2 separate regions of the Mus musculus genome follow, and region 2 is linked to region 1. The links are chromatin contacts, called in public Hi-C maps. All regions are on one chromosome and are shown on one strand. Each heading gives the region's core, a stretch centred on a gene start, on an enhancer-like site or on the middle of the called end of the contact. The rest is flanking DNA. Distances are from core to core; before and after follow the strand shown.

Region 1 (7,744 bases), core at 1,840-4,339:
CCAACAGAGAAGTCACTGGCCCTGGCCACCCATGGGACCCGAGGACATCTGTGACCTGTGACAAAGGAGTACCTGTGACCTCCCCTGGGACTTGGTGTGTAGGGAAAAGCCGTGCTCTGCTCTTTCTGCCTGCTTTCCAGGTTCATCTAAAGAAAGCACCACAGACAGGCGGGGCCCACAAGCCACTGCCATGTGTTCTGGGAGCCACAGCTGAGATCAAAGAATGGGCCCAGCAGATTCCTGGGGCCAGAGGGATAGCCAGGCCCTTCTCCTGGCTTCCACTGCCTGCCCACTATCTCTGGACATCTTTAACTGGTGACAGGAGGCTCCTCTCCATCTGCAGCCTGGCACAGAACTCTCCCGTCACATGTCTGCCTCTAAGTCTCTCCTTAGATACGGACACAGTCACTCCAGAGCAGAGCTACTCAGTACTGCTTTGACCTACTCTTAACTAGGCACACATGCAACAGTGCTACTGTCCCCACCCAAAATGGCCACATTCTGAAGCCCCAGAGGGGAATTTCACCAGCGCACTGAGCCGAAGTCCAGCCTTCTGCTCTACTGTCCACTTTCCTGCCCTAGGGAAAAACTGGGGACTCAACGTTCCATAGCTGCTCCCTTCGCCACTGTGTGTGAGGGCGGGGTTGGCCTCTCAGAGACTTACAGACAACCAGCATGCACTCAGAACACTCAGATGGCTGGGTTCTCACCACCTAGCTTTTCTCAGACCAGGAGTTGCGTATCTTCCCACACAAGCATCTTCTTAGCTTCTCACCCCGATGCTCAGGAGCCTGCTAGAGGACAGTAAAGAAAAGGATTCCTGAAGCTGCTGGGCTGTGAATGCTGGGAAGGGAATCTTTGACAAGGATGGCTAGACTGTATGAACACATACCATACACGCTACATACACACACACATATAAACTCACACATGCACGTACACACACATACTACATATATACACACAAATGACATACAAACACATACTACATATATACATGCACACATACATACATACACACCACATACACACACATGCACACACACATACTACACACACACTCATGCACACAAACACAGTAAGTATGACTGGGCTATCACAGGGACAAGAGTGGGTGCTTGTAGGAAGGTCTATCTCATCTAACAGGTTTTGGCCCCCAGCCACAAGAAGATTCTGTGGGGGGATTGCAAACACACTCCACTAACACACTGAGAAACTAAACCTTTCTTTGTTTCATCCCCCACAGTGGCCATCATTCCTACTGAGCCCCCCACCCCCACTGCGTCCAGCAGGCACTGCAGGGAACCATCATCCCACGCGGCCCCACGGACACCATCCCTGCATTTCTCTCACGGTGAGCCGGCTCTCCATTGGCAACGCTGGTGCCGGTCTCTGCCAACAGCTCCAAGTCAGCACTGTGCCCTGTCTGTTCCTCACCAAACTACAAAAGGGGAGAGGGTCTGGTCTTGACCCCTTTCCAGAGAAGGGCCTCCTTGGCGCCTATGCAAATGTGCCACCTCTGTCCAGAGCTCCTGCTCTGTGAGCTGGTGGGGAGGGGTAGCTGAGAAATGGCAGAAGGGCCCTGGGTCCCCTCCCCCAGAACAGGAGCCTTACTGACACACGGATCCTCACGATAGATAAGAAGGCGTGGGCGGGAGAGCGCAGCCAAGACCAAGAGCATCCCCGCCTTGTCTAAAGACGCCTATGAAGCACTCACCAACCGTTCTTGGAAACAATCTCAAGTTGTGCTGAAAGGGTTAAGCCTAGCACCCAGTCACCGGATCTCCAGCTGGGGAAACTGAGTCACGCTACCTCCAAGGGATTTGTTCCGTTGGAGCTGGAGAAGGGGGGATGAAGCAGTTCAGAACACTGTTGGGACCTCTCCCTTCCACCTGCTCAGCAAAAGATTTGCCAGAGAGGAAGCACTTCCGGAAAGGTCCCGGTGTCAAGAGCAGCTCCTAAGCGCACGCACGTTCTCCTCAGCGCTCCTTTGCCAGGAAGCCTCCAGAGCATTGTCACACTGAGGTGGAAAAGAAACACCAAGCACAGGAGGAAGCACTGGCTGGGTGGGGAGCTACAGACCTAAAGGAGCGGAAGCCATTTAATCCCTTTGCCATGAGGACTCCTTGTAATTAAGATCCTTGGGAACAAAGTGATTCCAGGGCATTTCATGGAAGCTCTGTCTTCACACAGTTCAGGTCAGCTGTAGGCACCGGCGTGGTCCTAATTGATGGCTCCCGTTGGGTCCTGAAAGAAAAGACGTAATTGGGGCCACACAAAACATGTCTCGCCCAATTACAAGAATCGGCACAGACGGGCTGACCTGTGACCTATAAAACAAAATTAAGATTTTTTTCCAACCTCACCAGGAGGTGTGTTGTATGTGTGTGTGGCAGGCCAGCTGCCCTCGGCTCCCAGTTCCCCAGTGGTGAGGAGACAGAACACATTGGGAGCCCTGGGAACAAGTGCCACAGGCTTCAAGTGGCTGTTGGGTGGCCTTTCAGTTGGGGGCCAAGGGTGGGGGCTGACACTCAAATTTTTGTCCCAGATGCCCAGATATATGTGGCAAATGAGCAAGTTCTTTTCTATTGGGCCCTGGGTACCAGCAAGCCTGTTCTTTATAAACAAACCAAAATCGCCAACAACCCTGAGACGTGTTAATTATGTTTAGCCAGAAAAATTAAAGGGACTCGGGAGGGGAGGGCTGTGGAAAGGTCTTCGGTGTCTTGAGAAAGTATCCTAGTCCCAGTCCCCACAAGCCTACTCTCTTCCTGCGAACCCCAAGCAGATGTCCAGACTCTAGGGCAAGGGCTGAGCCCGGGTTCTCCAAGGCTTTTCTCCATCCACTCTTCAGCCTCCTCTCCTGGGGAGCTGTTTCCCATCTCATAGGGAGAAGCCCTGTGGATGAATCAACCATCCTTCAACCCATCACCCATCAGGAACCTCTGACAGCAAAGAGGTGGAGGCAGGCCCTCAGCTCCCCAGGAAGACACCCTAAGAAGTGGACCTTTGCCTTCCTGCAGCAAGTGTGGAGCCAGGAGAAGTGCAGTGAGCAGCCAACTCCCTTCCTTCTCTCTGCAAATCAACACGGTCCCCCAGACTTGCTCTTGGCACGCATTGCTTAACTGCTGCTGTTTTCTCTGAAGTCGCTGCAGAGAGTCAGATAGTGAGCTGGCATGCTCTTTTGAAATGTTTACCGTGTTCCTTAAAGCAAGGGACACGCTGGTTCCTAAACTAATTTGGGGTCGCTAGATCTTTTTTCTCCTTTTGGAAAAATCTCTGCAGTAAACACAGGACTTAAGTATAACTCAGATGCATCGGGGAGTCAAGTAAACAGACCCGGGGCTTTCGGGAAGACAGACTCGTGTAGATCTGCCCAGAGAAACTTATTCTCAGTTCCCCCACAGAAAGGCAAAGCAGTATGCGATCATTAAGCTGTAACAAGGAAGCACAGCCTGAAAACTGGGCGATAAATACCATCTGCTCTTGCCTTCCGTACAAGGAACCCCGAGAACGAACACCCTAGGCTCAGCAGCCATGCTGCACAGGCTCCGCTGACATGTGTAAGGAAACACTTTCACATGCAAACTGCTTTGGAAAAAGAGATTTTTATTTGTAAAGTGTGTGAGTGTGTGAGAGACAGAGAGACAGAGAGGCAGAGACAGACACACACACACACACAGAGACAGACAGACTGTCTATTGGTCTGTCTGTCTGTAACTGGGGGAACTTGTAGAGGTCAAAAGCACTGGGTATCCCAGAGCTGGAGTTATAGGCAGTTGTGAGTCACTCAACTCAGGTGCTGGGAACAGAACTCAGGTCGTCTACAAGAGCAGTAAGCGCTCTTGACTGCTGAGCCGTCTCATCTCTCAAGAAAAGCCATGCAAGACGACCAATTGGAAAAGAAGCCTCAGCATCTCAGCCTAGCAGATAGTACAGTCCATAAAAAGTAAAATAAAATAAAATTAAAAAGGAAAGAAAATGGGGGGGGGAGAAAGAATTAGAACTCGGAGCTTCAGGATATGCATGTAACTTTCATGATAATAAAATAAACGAAACGCATCCACATAAGCCTGAAATCCCCGCACTCAAATTGAAGCTCGGGAGTTAGGATGACATTTATATGAATTTCACGTGGTATTTTGATTGCATGTCCCCCCTCCCCCAAGGAGTTCAAAGGCATTTATAGATACTCTGAGGATTGCTCTGATCCCCTGGTGAGGTGGCAAATTCTATTAGTTCGGTTGTTCAATTGGGAATCAAAACCTAGAAGCAGCCGAATGGCTGGGCAAAAACCATATGGCATGTTGCTGATAACGCCTTGGGAAAAGAACAGGTTCCTGAGCAACACTTCAAGCTCCCTGATTCTGTCCAAATTGCTTATTGCAATCTTTAAAAGTTACATTACGCCAAGGTGATTGTAAGGACAAATATAAGGCCCTACATTTCCAGCCCACTGGGCCAGCTTTCTTACACCTGCAGGATTGAGGAATCTGAGCCCCAACCCTACCTCCTCAGCCCCACCCCACCCAAATGGCCACCACCTCTGGAGAGCTGAGTCCTGAATGAAGAAGGGCAAGATCAGGCTGTGTGGGACGCCAGAGTCCTAAGATGGGTTTCCCTCTCTGCAGTAGCCTAGAAGACTTGTGGCTCTCTGCACACCAGTGGTTATGACTTCCTTTATGCTCAGTCTAAACAAGAAGTAGAGAAGGAAGAAGAAGGAGAAAGACGTGGGCTTGTTGTCTAGGGCAGATGGCAGATCTGGAACTGCTGCCAGGCATGAGGAAGGCTCTCTGCAGCTCCAGTCCGCTGTCATCGTCTCTTTATGGCTACGGAGGATGCGTTGAACAAGAAGCAGCCAGAGGGACCCTGGGCTGCTGCTGACCAAAGGAAGATCTTTGGCTCCTGGGTAGTGATTACATTTATTCCAAGGCATTTCCAGGCCTTACAGCTGAAATTGCTCACCACAGCCTCTAGTGACATCTGAGGAGTTTTAAGGACACAGTGCCTGGGAGAAGACGGGAAGCCCTGCTGCCGCAGGATGTTAGCTGGGATGCTTGGCTTTGCAGGCAGGCTTCATGCCTTGCCCACCATCCCCCCAGCTCGGCCTTCCTTTGACCACATCCAGGTCCTTCGCATGTTATGCTAGCTACCATGAATTTCCACCTTTCCCATACATATGTATCCATCATGTATTTAAACATGACTTCCTCAGGGAAATGTCTCTCCTGATCCTTAGCTCAGTTCAGGTCCACTCTTCTCAGCCTTCTGCTGCAGGCAACTGTTGGTCAAGATGAAATTAACAACAATGATAATAATAATAAGCTTAAATTATTCATTACTGTTTACTGTGATATGGAACATATGTTCCAATGACCATAAGATATGGGACTGCAGGCTCACTTCCTCAGTGCTAATTGTTATCAACAAATATCACCAAGGCTAATACAATGAATAGGATGGAGCTGTGGGGTTAGTGGTCCCAGTCAGGAAACATGTCACATGCTAGGTCACGTAGGCTTGCCTTTCTTGCTATGGCTGGACTCTCCCATGTCTGCAGTCTTGGACACCTGGGGGCCACCTCTGCTCTACGGTCTCCATTTGATATCTGCTGGCTTTGAGCAAAAGAAGGAAAGCAAGTCATGGGGACTCAGCAAAGTCGAGGTGGCTTGCTCCCCTTAACCTTCCTCCCATGGCTCCTTCTCCGCCGGCTAGTCCTTTCTCTGCTGGAAACGGCACATCGGCTTGTACTTTTTCAATGTTTCATATTTGTTCATGGGAAGTTTTTTTTTTTTTCTCCTCATTACTTCATGGGTTTCACTTGTTTGGAAGGAATCAATTTGGTTCATTATACTTCAGCCAGGCTTTGAAATACACAAGAGACTTCCAATCTAAGCCTTTTGTGATTGCACTTTATTGAATTAAGACCGCTTATTCAGTTATAAAGAAAGGCCCCAGCACCATCAGCATCTTTGTTTATAAGCTTTTGACTTTTTTCCTCTCTCAATAGAATTCTCCATAACCCAGGGGGGGTCTTCATAAAATATCACAAGAAACAAAGGTGCTGGGCTGTTCCCTGAACCCACCCTTACCCCTGATGAATTTATCAAACATCCAAAAGACTTTTTCACAAACAGGAGCTCTCTAAGGAAGAAGTCGCTTGAAGAGCAGCTGTGGCATCTCCAGCACGGCCACTTATCTTCACATCCAAGGCGATCTCTCCAGGGGTGAAGTGCAAGTAGTAGACCTCTTATAAACAGCCTGAGGGGTGAGATGGCCCTGCCAATAAAATTGCTTGTCACACAAGCATGTGGATCTGAATTCAAACTCCAGGACTCATACAAAAAGCTGAGTGTGGTGGCACCTATAATCTGAGCTGGGAAGGCAGAGAGGGGAGGAGCCTCAGGACTTGGAGGAGTTAGTCTGGGCTACCTGGTCACCACCAAGCCAATGCTCTACCCATGCTCACTTACCTGCATGCACACAGAGGAACACACAGACACATATGTATATACACACACATGCATGCACACATGCACACGCACGCACACGCACATACACACACACACACACACATACACACACACACACACACACACACACACATGTGCACACATGCACTCACACACACCAGAATGAGAAGGACAGTAGAGGGTGGGGAATAGACCCAAGAGGGATAAAGGCTGGAAGTATTCATAGAGTCCTGCACACATAGCTGGGTGTAAAACTCAGAGAAGCTGACAGAGCATGGAAGGGGATCGTGGATGGTCCAATGCACCACAGAGGTCCTTTATTTTTTAATAATTTGCAATTTCCCTAGACATTGAAAGCAATGAAAGATACAGGCAGGCAGGTCACAATTTTTGCCTATTATTTTTTTGGCTCAACACAGATACTGTTTTCAAAAGTTTTTAAACCTGTGAAGGCTATGCACCGCACACAGCTTCATGAACTCAAACTATCAGCTGATGAAGTCTACAGTGTTATGTCCTTAGATAAGGAACAGACATTCAGAACTCAAATGTCCTTTGCTTCCGTGACACATGGCACCACCCTGTGAGCCAGTTACCCAGAGGTGGGCACACATCTGAGGACAGAGGAAGCCAGGGGCATCTCAGAGTCCAACGAAAGGATCTCTGTGTTCTTGACTTGGTACCGTCTGCGAGGACGAGCCAGCTAGGGCACTCGGTTTCAGACAAGAAGCCAAGGTGGAAAACGACAAGAGAAGTGGAGATACCAAGCAGGCTATCAGTAGCAGGCAGGTCAGCCTCACCCTCTGCCTCACTGAGATTCTAGCCAAACAGCTCACACTTCTTCTGAGACTCCTCAGACCACCTTCATGGACTCTAAAGACAGAAGTCCTCCCAGACGGAGATCCACGCCTTGCTCCTCTCCCAAGCATACCATTTTCACAAAATCTGTGCCTTTCCTGACATACAGTGGATTTCTTGCACCTGTTGCTGGGGAAGGGGACTGCTTGAGGTTCATGAGCAAGCCGGTTTTCTGAGCTCAGGCTTGACAATTATCACAAAAGTGAGGTGACAGTAGACTTTGCCCTGAGCTCCCCATGGCAGTTAATGACCCGGCGCCGTGTGAGTACGACCCAGTTTAGGTTCTGTCCTTCAGGGTATTTCTGAAGGTAAGTCAAGATGAGGTTAGCCTCTGGGTCCATGACTTCCTGGTGTGAGCATCTCATCTAATTCTCTGAGAGTCCTAACAGGACAAAAGCTAGAGGGAGAGCAAA
Region 2 (7,744 bases), core at 2,216-4,715, 180 kb after region 1:
TTCTGACTGGTTCTAGCCAGAATGCAGTTGGGATAAGAGGAACATGCCCCCTGCCCCCCACCTCCCATCTTAGTCCATGAGTTCTGAGCTCCTTGTGGAGGGCAACAGAACAACAGGCCAGCTGTGGGGTCTTACTGCTAACCTGTGCTGGTTAGACCTTTGTTAGCTTGGCATAAGCTAAAGTAATCTAGGAAGATGAAACCTCCATGGAGAAAGGGTCTCCATCAGACTTGTGATAGGCGAGCCTGTTAGTTAATGATTGATGTGGGCAGACACGCCTGGGGTGTATAAGAAAGCAAGCTGAACAAGCCGTAGCGAGCATGCCAGTTAGCAGCATCCCACTAAGACTCCACTTCAGTTCCTGCCTCCAGGTTTCTGCTTCTGGTCCTGCCCTGATTCCCTTCACGCTGAGCTGGAAGCTGGTAGCTGAAGTAAACCCTTTCCTCCCCAAGTTGCTTTTAGTCAGTATTTTATCCCAGCCTCAGAAAGCAAGCTAGGATAATCCCCTTGACCTACATGTGTTTGGAGCATGCCAGGAGGAAGATGCATGCTCCTGTCCTGCTCCAGCCACTGCTGAGGGGCAGCTTTGTGCTAAATGCAAAGCCCTGTGACAGACTCCCCTGGGTCCCCTCAACCTCCATGGCCTGTGTAGTCATGAAGGAGCCTGGGGACACAGGGAGAGGAAAAGCTATTGGTCCACAGTACACAATGGATCCTTGATCAAGCAACACCTACAGGTTTAGAAGGCCTGTGGGGCTTAGCTCCTTAGCGGCACTGACCACACACACTCAGAGTAGATGGATGGCAGAGCCACTGGCTCCTTTTATGATATGAGCAGGCGGCTCTGAAGACGGTCTCAGCAGAAGAGAAAGGCTGCCTTGGCTCCTTTAGCATCCTCCATCAGATGAGGCCAGGGCCCACAGAGAGTGCCGTCTCTCAGCTCCTCTGCCAGCATCCAGGGAGTGGCCAATGAGTCCATGAGAAGGGTCTGGTGGAGAACTGAGCCCTGGGAAGTAAAGAGAAGATTCATGAAGTATAAAGAGCTAGGCCTAGAGGAGACCCATCAGTGAGGCCTTGTCTAATGTCTAATGAACCAGGCGAAACCACTAACCAACCTTCCCTACCATGTGTCATGGCCTGGGTGCCCCGTGTGTGCCACTGGATAACAGTCTCCCCACCAAGGGATCCAGAGACACCTCAGGCTGCATTCTGCCAAAACTATACTTCTCTGCAAGGTCCATTTAGGGAGTGAGCACAGAAGGGTGAATAGGAAGGTGGACTTCAAGGAGGCCTGTGTAGGCACGGGGTGCCATAGAGAAGGGTGGAGGGCTGGTAGCTCTTCCAGTGTCTGAGGCGGGTGTCCTGCTGAACTTGCCTTCCTGTCCCCTCCATGAGAACATCACACTCTTGCCAAGTCCCCAGCAGTCAGATAGCTCACTTCTGAGCTTATCCCAGCTGTGATGAGGGGGCTTTGAAGCATCTACAGATCCTAAACTTAGCTATCCACTGTCCCAAGGAAAGGTCCCAAGTAGGTTCTGAGTGTGATAGAGTCTGCATTGACATTGGTTGTCCAGTAAGACAAGCTATGGCACTGTGCATCATGTGTCCCCAACATTCACTTGCCCTTCTTTGCTGAGAGGACCCTTTTGGTCTCCAGTAGGTTACAGAGCCACCCTCTAGGACGATGCACCCAACATCCTCACAATGCATTTCGTCGGCGGGGCGTGATTGGACATGCTGTGTTCTGTCTTCTTCATCAGGCTACATTGTGGGGTCTGAGGACAGGCGAGGCCTTTTGGAGAAGATGGCAACAGGGTATGGTGTGAGCCCGTAGTACCCAGACCTGGCAGCAGGCTAGGCACCCCAGCTTGGCTTACACAGAAAAATGATATGGACCTTCCTCATGATGCTCACAGATCCATTGGGACCCTCATTACTGTTGCTGGCCCTGGCATTTAAGGCAGCAAGCGTCTGGCACACACAGGTCCTGACAGTCAGCTGGAGAGGGAAAGAAGGAAGCTTGCCATGGTCGGGGGGGGGGGGTGGTGGTGGTTGTTTTCTGTGTTGTGCTATTTAACTGGGAGGAAGCTGTTGTGAGATTGCTGGTGATTCTTTATGTCTACCTTTTCAAGAAAAAGCGGCATCATCCGTCTCCATGGTGATGCGGAAATGCGGGCTGTAAACAGAGGTGCACGCCTGTACACGTATGAAATGTGTTGCTAGAGTTTGGCCCTTGCCATCACCGAGGGGGGCAAGCAGGTGATTAGCTCTTTCCAGAAAGTCTGAGTGAGCTTCTGTCTTTAGGTAGCTGGATCAATGTATCTCCCAAGTAGAGATGGCTCTCTCCATCAGTGATGCATATCCCCCGCCCCACGAGGGTGGATGTGGCAATTCCATGGGACCTTGCAAGGGAAGCACTCAGAACCATACTTAGTACCCAGTGATCTCTCAGGAGCACGCAAACCCAACACTGTGGGACTCAGGTCAGAAAATGTCAGCAAGATGTTGCTGTCCAGGGATGCCTGAGTCAGGGGACTGACCAGCCAGTGAGGGAACTGAGAGAGCTAGCTGGAAACGTGTGAAACCTGAGTGGAGCTCCTGGGCTGATGGGGGACCTGACAGTCACAGAGCAGCTGTGACAACGCAGCCTCTGCAGAGACAGCAACCATGAGCTGAGGGTCTTGGCTTGTTGGGGAAGACAACAGGGGTCTCTGGATGAACTCTGGGGAGCAGTGACATGGGACAAGGTAGGTATCAGCTCACAGGAGGACCACTAAGTTAACCCCACCCCACCACAGCACCCTGCCTGCATCTCAGACCACTGTTAAGGGGAGGAAGTGGGTTAAAGCCACCTTTCTGTCCTCCCAGGGTCTTGTTCCCTCCGAAATCTCCTCACCTAGAAGCATGGCACTGTAACCTTGTCATGTCTGTGACTGAGGGTCCTCCTGTGACTCTGCACACACAGTAGGCACTTCTAGTGGAGGAAATCTGGCACATAGTAGGTACAAGAGGACATCTGATGAGGAAGGTCCGAGAAACAGGATGGGTACTGGGTAACATCAGGTAGGAGACATGTTAGCACACTGTAGTACTTGAACACTGGCCAAGCTAGCCCCTGGCCATTCTTTGGGGGTACACAGAGGTTGCATGGTCTGACCTGCATGTGTACTCCCCTCGCCCCAGAACCTCAGTCCCCAGGCCTCTCCTTGGTCACCTCTGCCAGGATCTGGGTGTCCTCAGGAGACCCCGGGAAGCGGGTGCCGCAGAACTGGGAGGCAGTGTTCCCTTCCGTCTTCACATCGGGCTGAGACTCAAAACAAAACTGTCAGATTTCAGAACATTTCACAGCAGCAAAAATAACTGCACTTGGGGAAAAAACATGCAGACACTTCTCAAAGTCATGTAGTCGCTTCAACAATGTGCCAAAGGCTTCTGGAATTGACAGGTTCGGTTTGCCACGCACCAAATGCGCCTACCCCTGCCAGCCTCATCTCCCGAAGCTCCCGAAGTCTTTGTGTGCCAAAGCCGTGGTACAGAAAAGACAGCAAGCAAGCAGGACGCCACGGGGCTGCCTTGGCTCGGCCCTATTACATTACAGCTTCAAAAACCCTGCCCAGAACTCACAGGTCCCACATGCCAAGTCCAAGGTGACTGAAGCAGGAGCAGGCAGATGGGGGCCACATTCAATCGCATCTGATTGCACGCAGGGCTCTCCCCGTTGGCCACTGCATTTGGTCTTCCCAGCCACCTACAAGAGACATGTCTCTGCTGTGCAGATGGAGGTATCCCTGGTCAGAGGCAGCCTTCCTTTCCTGGGAAGGAATCCTATTGGCTTCTGTCAGGGCTCTGCATCCTCTGCAGCAATATGAGGAGTGGCTGGAGGACTGCAGGGAAGAGCCCTTACTCTGAAAGCATGTGGACCTGGGTTCGAGTCTCCAGTGCCCACACTAAAAAGTGGAGCATGGTTGCCTGCACCTATAACCCCAGCTTTGGGAAGAATGTTGGAAGCAGGAGGACCCAGGGACTATGAGGCAAGGCAGCCCAGCTAGAAAGGAGAGCTTTGGGTTCAGTAGAAGACGTTTTCTCAAGGTAATAAGGCAGTGATTGATTGATAGCTGGCGTTTTGCTCTGGCCTCTTAAAGTGCAGATATGGATGCACGCACCCATACAGGTACATAGGCCACATACACACAATAAAATTAAAACACAGTTTTTAAAGGAGGACAAAGGGGTGGTTAGGCATGTAGTTTCCCAACCAAAAATAGTAGTACCTTCTGTCCTCCTTAAGCATCTAGGTTGGTCACATGGCACATTTGATCACTGGGTGTGGGCAATGCCCTCTGACCCTGTTCTCACCTTCTCAGGGCAGGAAATGAAAGAAAGGCTCATCTTAGATGGCACGGAGAAGTCACTTGCGGATCAGCAGGGCCATGAGAAGCATAGGGGCTGAGCTGGCACTGTGAAGCTGCCCCAGGAGAACCTGGACCCTGTCCACACCATTGTGGCCTCTGAGGGAAATTAGCACTTAACCTACAGTGAGTGTCGGGCAGCAAGACTTGCCACGGCCCCTCCCAGAGCTCAGAACAAAGAGCCCAAACAGGGAGCTTTGCAGAATCCCATCCAGGGAGAAGCAGAGACAGGTGAAGGAGGTCTTCATAAAGACAGGACTCTATCCTGGCTAGGACTCTGGGTCCAAGCAAGTAGAAGAACAAATGCCCTTGAACTGGAGCAATGGTAGAGAGATGGAGAGATGTCAGCATGTTGGACATGGGCTTCAGAGGGAGCTTGGGGAAGACACTGGCACTGAGTGAAGCCATTGAGGGTGGTAGAGGATACTGTGGGAGAGCCAGTGTGCCTGTGTCTTTACTGGGAGTCGGGATACACCAGCCCAGACTCGGGCACTGTAGAGTGACTGAAAGGAGGTGCCCAGCAGGCAATACAGGTCTGGACGTCAGAAAATGGCCCGAGAGTGTAAGGGAAGGGATTGACCACTGATGCTTAGCAGTGGGTACCAAAGGCGGCAGTGAGACTGGCTGGGAGAATGAAAGGTGACCCAGTGAGAACGAAAGAGGAGTCTAAGGAACAGCAGACTTTTAAGGTTGATAGAAAGGAAAGGGCCTTTGGGGGTGCCCTGGGAGAAGGAGGATCCCCAGAGGAAAAGGGGGGGTATGAGAATTGCAAATCCAGAAGTCCTGAGAAAGAATGGGCTAGCTGGGTCAGTACAGTCCATCAGATCAACCAAGATGGCTACGTTGGGGGTGGAGGGAGCGGATGGCAGATAGCAGAGGATGCAACACAGAGAGTAAAGTCAACCCAGGACCACACAGGACATGTGAGAGCCTTTGGGGGTGAGCAGGGGGCTTTAAGGTATGAGGAACAGGGACACGGGCATGTGGGATCCTGGAGGAGCGCAAGGGTGCCTGGCAGAGGTGGCTCTGTGCAGCAGTACATCTTATTTCAAGGCTAATCTTCGCCATCCTCCAATTTCCACCGCTTTCTACTTAATATTTTCCTTAGATTCAATCCAAAATAGTCTCAAGTTTTAAACCTGCCTTCTGCTAGACAACACTCTCAATAAAAATCCAAATTTGTTGGAATATTTTTTTCTAATACACATGAAAAAAAATGTGCCATTATATAAAAGAGCTGTCCGGACACATCTGAAATTGCCTTGAAACCCGCAGAGTTCCCCTAGCCTTAGGAACTTGGGATAGGGGAGGGGCACACACGTGTGTCTGGAGTCAGGTGACATAAGGTGGCCTCCAGGCTCTGCTAACCCCAGCTGGATGATCTCCGGCATGTGATGTAACCTCTACCAGCTCCAAACTCCATCTCTCTAAAGTGAGATAAGCTTGTCTGTCTGTCTTTCTGTCTGTCACAAGCAGAGACGTCGAGGCGATGTGAGGTCAAGAGAGAAGCACAGTCCTTAGCAGACTGGCCTTAGCAGTCAGCCCTGTGAGCATTTGGCATCATGTTGATGAAGATGGTCCCTATGGGAAGGACAGATGGACACACACAGAGGCAACATGCCAAGGTACCTGTGCCTGGCCCACCTCTCTCTAGCCAGGGCTGTGAAATGTTCCAGCTAGACTCTGGAATAGATTACTAACCGCTAACTTCAGAGCCTCCATGCCAGAGATGAGTATGAACAGACCAGAGTGTGTACCCGGCTCCACGCTCCAGCGTTGATTGGCTTCTGGGAGGATCTACCAGGGAAAGAAGCTCCAAAGTACAGACAGGCTCTGCCTCCCAGGGCTGTGCTCACAGCGGGTAAACATGCAGAGGCTGCCGGGTACCACACCACATGACAGCCAGGAGATTCCAGCTTGCCCACAGGCTGAGGACCAAGGGAGAAGCAGTGTAGCCTGAGGCCATCACTCCTGCCCTGTTCGTGGTGCAGTGTACTTACGATGAGAATGCATGCCTGTGGATGCTAAACTTCTTCCCCACTTTTCCTCCTTTCTAAGTTTGGTCCTCTCTAACTGTTTTTTAAGTTGGGTTCCGTCTGAACTATGAGGATCTGAAAAAAAAAAAAAAAGAAGAATCCCCAAATCTCTTCTGAAACTGCTTTCTACCTGGTCTCTGTTGGGGTAAGCAAGCCTTGAACCAGCTCTTCTAGAGCCTGACTAAGCCCTGTGTTGAAACTCTAGCCCTGTTCCCCTCACTGACATCGCCAAGCCCACTATGACCCACATCTTGATAGCTCGCGCAACGCAGTTTGTAAAGATAAAACAGCCTTGTCTGGACAGACAACTCCAGGAGAGAGAAACTGCAGCCTTGCACATGGTCCAGAAGCCACATTTAACATCCCATTCCCCAGTTCTCCCACATAAACCCCAAGTATCCCCTTTCTCTTTAGCAGACACCCCTCTCCTTCTGTGTCTGTCCCTTGCTGTTAGAAATAAACAGTCCAGCCTATGGAGGTCATTCTCCTGTCTCTTTAATCTGTCTCGGAATCTAACATTAGGTTCCCTCCGATGTCTAACAGTCTCCCCTTGTTGGGGGAGTCAGGGAACTGAGGGACAGGAGAAAAATTTGAACTAGGATATAGCTTTAGAGAGTAGTCTGGTTTTCTCCCCGCTTAACAAGTACAGAAACTGAGGCTCAGAAACTCAGAGGACTCAAAGCTGTCGTCTGGCTAGAAGTGGTGTGCGCAGCCTGTCTTTGCCACGGGTTCATGAAAGCATTTTCCCAGGGACTTTGCTACATACACGGAAGCACCCTAAGGACCTCGTCTCTCTCTCTCTCTCTCTCTCTCTCTCTCTCTCTCTCTCTCTCTCTCTCTCTCTCTCTCTCCTCTCTGCAGCTGCCAGATTGTTCCCTGGAAAACAAGCAGTCTGGCTCCGTCATGGTTGACTAGGTACAGAAAGAAAGAACTCCGCTCAGGGTCAGAGGGCAGAGCCCAGAAAGCATGTTCCGTGTTACCCTGGCTGTGCGCTTGGCAGAAGCCGCTGCAGCCTGGCTGACCAAGGAGCCAAGTAAACCCCTCTCTCTACTTCCAGCACTGGCTGGGCCAATGACAACCTGGGGACAACTGAGGATCTGGCTGTAACCAGGTAAGGTGTTCCTGTGATTAGCATGAAGGTTTACTGTCCCAAGAAGCCCCACCTACCCCTCTCCAGGGTAGTGGGATGTCCCTGTTCCTTCCAGGACCTTACTAGGCCCCCAGGGCAAAGGTGAGCCCTTCCCAGTCCTGTTGAATTGCATCAAATTCCAAACTGGCTGGGTCCAAAGAGCAATCCCA

What was found. Hi-C and Micro-C count contacts between places; a contact is called where the count stands out from the background.
Region 2: a contact with region 1 is called in a Hi-C map of ventral hippocampal neurons, with 2.0 times the contacts expected there. The contact joins two enhancer-like sites. A contact is called at or near these places in 6 of 484 Hi-C or Micro-C datasets (embryonic stem cells, forebrain, nephron progenitors and 1 more) and 3 of 115 datasets of contacts at active chromatin or transcription factors (embryonic stem cells, kidney and pancreatic cancer cells).

What each region holds. Positions count from the first base shown.
Region 1 is chr12:110,044,577-110,052,320 of GRCm38.p6, forward strand. It overlaps Gm34719 (a long non-coding RNA gene), which reads right to left. Exons shown (of 3, transcript XR_873006.3): 3 at 1,852-2,247. Among named protein-coding and RNA genes, the nearest start is that of Gm40574, 24 kb to the left of the region's middle. Within about 2 kb of position 3,090, at least 10 of the 459 cell types and tissues checked have an H3K27ac peak or open chromatin away from gene starts, as enhancers often do. A contact at or near this core is called in ventral hippocampal neurons, where this site is marked.
Region 2 is chr12:110,224,721-110,232,464 of GRCm38.p6, forward strand. Gm40576 (a long non-coding RNA gene) reads right to left here. Exons shown (of 3, transcript XR_001780704.2): 2 at 2,897-6,520; 3 at 1-1,006. Among named protein-coding and RNA genes, the nearest start is that of Gm40576, 8.8 kb to the right of the region's middle. Within about 2 kb of position 3,466, at least 11 of the 459 cell types and tissues checked have an H3K27ac peak or open chromatin away from gene starts, as enhancers often do. A contact at or near this core is called in ventral hippocampal neurons, where this site is marked.